Regions from separate parts of the Gossypium arboreum genome. Here region 2 is linked to region 1. A link is a contact called in public Hi-C data. All regions are on one chromosome and are shown on one strand. Each heading gives the region's core, a stretch centred on a gene start, on an enhancer-like site or on the middle of the called end of the contact. The rest is flanking DNA. Distances are from core to core; before and after follow the strand shown.

The links. A called contact is a pair of places that touch in the nucleus more often than the background predicts.
Region 2: a contact with region 1 is called in a Hi-C map of leaf, with 5 times the contacts expected there. The contact joins the promoter of LOC108482162 here to the promoter of LOC108484165 in region 1. A contact is called at or near these places in 2 of 5 Hi-C or Micro-C datasets (both in leaf).

The regions. Positions count from the first base shown.
Region 1 is chr6:117,036,262-117,039,553 of ASM2569848v2, forward strand. LOC108484165 (acyl carrier protein 1, chloroplastic-like) reads right to left here and starts at 1,723. Exons shown (of 4, transcript XM_053029221.1): 1 at 1,376-1,723; 2 at 1,072-1,188; 3 at 838-957; 4 at 282-691. The coding sequence starts at 1,477. The coding sequence ends at 566.
Region 2 is chr6:117,601,681-117,605,297 of ASM2569848v2, forward strand. LOC108482162 reads left to right here and starts at 1,279. Exons shown (of 2, transcript XM_017785275.2): 1 at 1,279-2,519; 2 at 2,909-3,380. The coding sequence starts at 1,432. The coding sequence ends at 2,963.

The sequences.
Region 1 (3,292 bases), core at 473-2,972:
GATGATGGTATTCCTCTTGAGAGTGTCATTGCATTAGCCATCAATTACAGCCCTAGCTTGGTTGCAAAACCTGCCAAACATTTTAGGATAGGCTCAATAAACTTTCTTATTACATGTTTTCTTGTTTTGAAAAGAGACGGAACAATACACCCTGCAAATGGGGGTTACCAAAGTCTTATCTTTGTTGCTTAGATAATGATCTCCTTATATTAGTTGTAAGTTTCATTTTTCAGCCATATTTTAACCGGATTCTCACCGGAAGAAGCTGTAAGTTGCATATCTGAAAACAAAGCTCAAGTTGATTCATGCATTTATTCATTGACTTTATTGTTTTCGTTCTTGCTTTTGCATGAAACAGAATAAGAACAAAGAGACAAGTGACAGGCTACAATTTAAGACCCACCCTGTTACAAAAATTGCCCTCTTGGTTAAGCAAAAGGAAAGAAAAATAGTGCCACACCTTGTAGGAAAGAAAAGGAAAATCGATTACTGTAATTTATGATTTTATCTTTGGTGGCATTTATAGAACTAAAATAAAAGAAGTTCTGGTATTCTTGTAAGTGGCCTATGCAGCAGCAGCTTTCACTTTCTCAATCAAGTCTGCGGCATCTTGGACAGTTGCGATGTTCTCAGCTCCGCCTTCTCCGACTGAAACTCCAAATTGTTCCTCCAACGCCATCATTATCTCCACCTGAAATGAATTTGACATCAAACAAAACATAAGGAATGAACCAGGATATTATGCTCATGATGTAAGAAACTGAAAGGGTTAACAAAAAAAAAAAAAAAAAAAAAAAAACCCCAAATGTGATATGTCTTGTAAAAGGTGTAACGCACCGTGTCAAGTGAATCAGCTCCTAGATCAGCAAATTTAGTATCAGGAGTCACTGTGCTCGCATCAATTGACAATTGCTTGGCAATGGTATTTTGGACGGTTTTCAATGTCTCAGGTTGAGCCTAGTGGAATCCAATATGTAAGAATACAATGAGCTTAATGACGATTTCATGTACTAAAGACAATTGTAATAAGAAAAAAAACCGAAACGAAGACATGGTCTACAAGTTTCTTACAAGAGAGCATGAAACTGGTGTCTTAAAGCAGCTAGATCGAGTCGAAAATTTGTTTCTCTCCTTGGAGAATTGAGTCTTTGGAATAAGTTTCAATCCATTACATACTACTGGACATCCCTGCAATAAAAACTTGGTTGGATGAGATCTACACATGATGAGCCAGTATTATTTACATAGGTAGAAAAGTCCCAAAGTTTTTATTTTGTCATTAAACCGAGACCTCATTGGTCGGTTCAATCTGCCTTTCTATTCACATTGTAGTTTTTTTTTTTTTTTTTATTACAAAAAGGGGTAAATCGCTTACAATGGTGGTGAAGCTTTTGTGCTGAGAAATAGATCCTTTGGCAAAAGGAATTGTAGCAGGGGCGGGCAATGAAGATGCGGAGATTGAAGCAAAAGCAGCCATTGGAATTGGATTGACTAAAATGCAGGCTGAAAATAACGAGATATATAGGGTATTACAAATAGTGAAAAGGAAGTAAATTGATGAAGAAACTCAAAGTTGTAGATATATAAATAGAGAAAATGTTGTAGACAAAGCCAGAAAGTGTCCGGGGAGTTACATGAACACCCGATGATGATTCCAATGTTTGATTTGGTTTTTTTTAATGACTTTTAGAATGGGGCGGTCACTTCCATGGATGTTCCGTGTTTGCTTATGCTATGCAAATTGGACCGTTATTTTCTATTTGCAGAAATTCACCACTGCATGCATGGTATGGTAACAGTAGAACAGTTACCTCCTATCCTATCAAGTGCTTGCATTCAAATGTTAAATATTATTACATTTACACTTCAAAATATTAATAAGATAAGAAAATTGATGTGTTTGCGGTTTATAATCAGAGAGACCGTGGGCTGGCAGTTTCTATTGGGTGAAACTTGTCATAATTCAAAACCATAATCAAAGCCATATTATATGTATAGAAAATTTGATATGCTGCATTGCACTGCTCTGCTCTCTTATGTTGGGGATTTTGTGTAAGGTGTTGTTTGTTAGTGGCGGGTTAAAACTGTCTATCGAATGGTTCTAATAATTGTTTATTTATTTTATCTTATTTTATTATAAAAATTATTATTTTACTTATATATAATTGTTAGAATGATAAAATATATAAAATGTCATAAAAACCATATGTATTTAAATAATAAAAAATTGAAGTGAGATGAGGCGTGAATAAAATAAATGTATTTAATATTTATAAAAATAATGATAATTTTAAAATTATACATCCACCGTAAAATAAAATCGATAATAAAGCAAAACATGATAGTTGTGGAAGGAAGATGATGTATTTGACAAATTTTTACCTTTTCTTGTTCTATTGTCATTTTTAATTATGCTCATATTTTTATATCTAAAAATTAATAATCTAATTTTAAATATTTAATAATGTTCTTAAACTTTGACTGAATTTGAAATTAAAAAACATTATTTCCTTTTTAAAATACAACACTCAAAATTTAAATTTTACTTAAAAATATTAATTTTTATCATTTAATCATACAAATTAATTTCATCGTCCATGGAAATTCAAAATAGAACCCAAATAAGTGATATTATTATGGTGAAGGGAAGGGTGAGGTAAATGGTGGCCAGCTATCATGGTCCCTTTCCGTGGGTTCCCACGTGGCAACGTGCCTCTATTTGCAGCCTCATTGATCTGGCACGTGGCATCCAGTTGTCAGCAAAAGTTCCAACCTCCTCCCCTCACTGAAAAATTATAGCCGTGCGATTATGAGCGGTCCCATCATGTCCGTCAGTCATTGCAGGCGGTCCCACCCCCATTCTTGGGCATTTTGATAATCAATTCCACCACCACCTTCTGTTCCAGGGTAAGAGGGAAAAAAAGAAACCAACAGTTCTGCACCTCAACAGTCGTTTATATTCATTTCGCTAATAAATTTATAAATTAATTTATGTTTCTTTATTAAATGGAATAAATGGAAAGCATTTTAAAATTAATTTATTAAGCGAAATCAATATAAACAATTTTTTTTTATGAATATTATCATGATAGTTGGTATTGTTCCGGTGTCACTCATATCCGCCGGAATAATAAATCGGAACATCAAATTTTTAATAAATCGGAACATCAAATTTTGAGTTCCATTTTGATACAAATTTCGATTGTTACAATTGGTACCAGTGCATACCCATTGGAATATGGTGTGGTTTTAAAAATTAAAATTATTTATTTTAGGCTTGTTGAATATGCAT
Region 2 (3,617 bases), core at 29-2,528, 560 kb after region 1:
TGAAGAAGAAGACCTCTACCAAGACTAAGAATAGGTATTTATAGGCGAAGGTGATCATTCTTTAGCCTTAGATCTAGACACGTGGATTGTGCTAGTGTTGTTGTGGTTGGCTACTTAGGGAGTATAATAGACATTAATGAAATTGACATAGAGCAGATAAAACCCCACGTGTGTTTCATGCAAAGGAAACTAAACACATATCCTTCACAAGGTGGACCAAAAACATGTAATGTGTCGAGCGTGGATACATCTACGAGGGACATAGTTGTTTTGCATAAACGATGTTGGGACCAGACGAAGTAAAGGTGACGAGGTATTTATTACAAAAATCATGTGTAAATTCTACACAAATATAAAATAAACATAATATCTATTATTGACAGCAGTAACAATGTCTCTTACTCCATGTTTTATTTTCACTATTATTGGCGCCAGAAAGGGTTGAATAAAAACCACAGAAGCCATATCTTAGACGCTGCTAGCCACCTGCAATTGGAGTAAAAGTATTGATGATGAAGACGATGGTATGGAAAATTCTTGTCTTTTAACTTTCTGAACAACGTCTTCAGAAAGGGTCTAAAAATCTTGTCCATCTCTTTGTTTTTAAACAGCAAAATATTGGAAATTTTCTCCTATTTTTCCAAAATATAAAAAAAGGCTACATTACAACAGTAATGGAGATTCCTTTGTCAGTCATCTCTTGTAGTTGTAGTATTAAGACTTTTGGAAGTGTAGGTTCTTCACAGGCATAGCCTGGTCCCATCGTACTTTCAGACAAGATACCAGAATAACCCTTGCTTTTGCCCTAAAATTCCCTCACATACATATATCACCGGTTAAAATGAAAAAATTACATGCTAAAATATCAATCCAATTTACCCAAGAGAAGAAGAGACCATTTGCTGAATCCTGCCTAGTAATTCAGAAGCTGTCCCCTTTGACATAATGAGGATCAACAGCAACCAAATCCTTCTATGTAATAAAATATATTTAAGCTTCATCATCGCATTTCTGTTTCTTTTGTCTTTTTTTAGACACATGCAAGTAAGATAAAAGCATATGAAACCCCAGTGTATTATTAAGTGGGACTGCGGGATTGATCTTCCCAGGCATGAATGAAATGTAAATGTAGTTGAAAGAGGAGGGCAGTTTAGTAAAGGAAAGTAGTAAGCCTAAAACAAACATGTAAATAAAGGGTAACAAGTGTTGATTGCCAAAACAAGGAAAAATCCAAAACAATTTACAAACCCTAGGTCAGCTTGTATTTATAACACCCCCTTCCTTTGTGAAACTTCAGTCTCCTGCACCTCTCTCTGCATTTCTGTACATTGCCTTTTAGATTTTTTGAGGAAAAAATAACACCCCCATGATCTTTCAAACCACCTTTCTCTTTCTACGGTACTAAGTTGGAAAAAAAAATAAAAGTTAGATATGAAGGGTCGATGTTCCAAGCAAGAAGCAAAAGAAGGAATGGAAATTGATAGAATTAGAAACAGTCACAAAGATGAGACTCCTCAGCTCTCTGGTGCTTACATTCGTAGCCTGGTTAAACAACTCACCACTTCCAGAAGTGCCAAAGACCCTGATTGCGTTAATGGCCAAATTTTGAGCAAATTTGGTGAGGGTTTTAGTGCTACACCACAGACACAGAGCCAGGTGGAACCAAACCCACCACCTAAACAACTAAAGAAACAGGTTCGGAGGAGATTTCATACCCGCAGGCCTTACCAACAAAGGATGCTTAACATGGCTGAAGCTAGGAGAGAAATTGTCACTGCACTCAAGTTCCACAGAGCTGCCATGAAACAAGCCAATGAACAGCAACAAGAAGAGCAATCATCACGGTCGCTTCAGCCTTCTCCTTCATTCCCACAACCTTTTGAGCAAGAACCAAAAACAAACAACTTGTCTACCTATAATTTAGACTATTTTTCCCATTCCTATAGTTGGCCTCCTTCTTCTCCAAGTCCTTTTACATCCACTGCACACACTTTGAACCTACCAGACCAAACCCTAGGTCTAAACCTTAACTTTCACGATTTCAACATAGACTCCAACCTTTACCATAACAGTAATAACCCATCAATCTACTCATCTTCATCATCCTCATCTTCCCCAACTCTATCAGTTGCAACTGAAGATGTGCCTTCAGTTGCAGTGTCACATGAAGTGGGGCCTGGGACTATGGCCAATTCAACAGCATCCTACGGTGGGGGAGGCCTGCATCAAGCTATGGACGATGAGGGAATGGCGGAGATGAGATCATTAGGAGAGCAGCATCAAATGGAGTGGAACGACACTGTGAATTTGGTAACATCAGCATGGTGGTTCAAGTTCTTGAAGAGTATGGAAGATGGGAATGAAGTGAAAGGTGAGGATGATGGGTACCACCAACCATTTGATCAAGTCATGGAACTCCCTGCCTGGTTGAATGCAAATGACTGTGGCTTGCAGCACCACCATTTCAATAATCTTTTCCCAGATTCTTACTTCCAGGATTCTGATTCTGCCTTACCTTGGTAAGTACCCAGATTTTCAAAAACATAAAACAAGTGTTTCAGAACGTATAAATTACGATTTTTTCACTATGCTCATTCATACATTGGAAATTTAGAAACTCTCTCAAATTGGATCTAATTGAGGGTCAAAATTTGGTAAAATGCAGTAATTTACCTGATTCTTACCAAGAAAAGAGTCAAATTTGCCTCGTTTTCTGTAAAACATAATAAAGTTGCACCCAATGGATGCCGTGCCTTCATGCTTACAAAAGCTTCTGGCTGTAAGAGCCCAAAAAGGCCCATTAAAGCTTAACGCATGGGCTTTTCTTAAGAAATTGAGTGAAATAGATCAGTCCTTGAGATTTTTTTTTAAATTTTGTTTTATTGATATGTATTGTTGTGATTCACAGCATGAATATTGGAGAAATTGAAGGAATTGATGGGGATTGGCATTGGCTGGCTTAATTCACAAGGATTGTTTACGTTTTTAATTAAGCAATAGCATCTCACCTCCCTTTTGTTTTTTATTTTGATTAAGTCCCTTTCTCCCATACTTTTTTATTTTTCTTTTTTCTTTTTACCTCTAGTACTTTTAGAGATATCTCAATCTAAAAAAGAAAAAAAAATTAGAAAAGGTAGCAAGTGGCAAAGCCATTGAAGAAAATAACATAAAATGTCGGTATCAAGTATCAAGAGAGGAGTTTGCTTTTTGCACTAAATTTTCCAACACCAACAATTTTCTTTGTATTTTTCTCATCTTCTCTTCTTCTAGTTTTCCAGCTCACCTGCATGCGATTTCCCTATGGAAAATTATTATTTGGTTATTTATAAATGATATTATATGTAATTTGCGAAAATGGAAGAGATATGTAATTTCGGTTATTGATTAATTTTATACCTATTAATTGCAATAAAATATTAAAGATTACATACAGTAACTTTAATTCACTTGTTTCCTCGGTTTATAGTGAAAATGGCATAAATGTGATGCTTTATTCAAGAGTTAGAATATCGGATTAAGTCAAAATTTTTGCACCGATTTTTCAACAAAATTATTAAATCTGATATAAAAAAAATTATTTTAACATGTAAGATTCAAAGTTTGAGTTCAACTCAAGC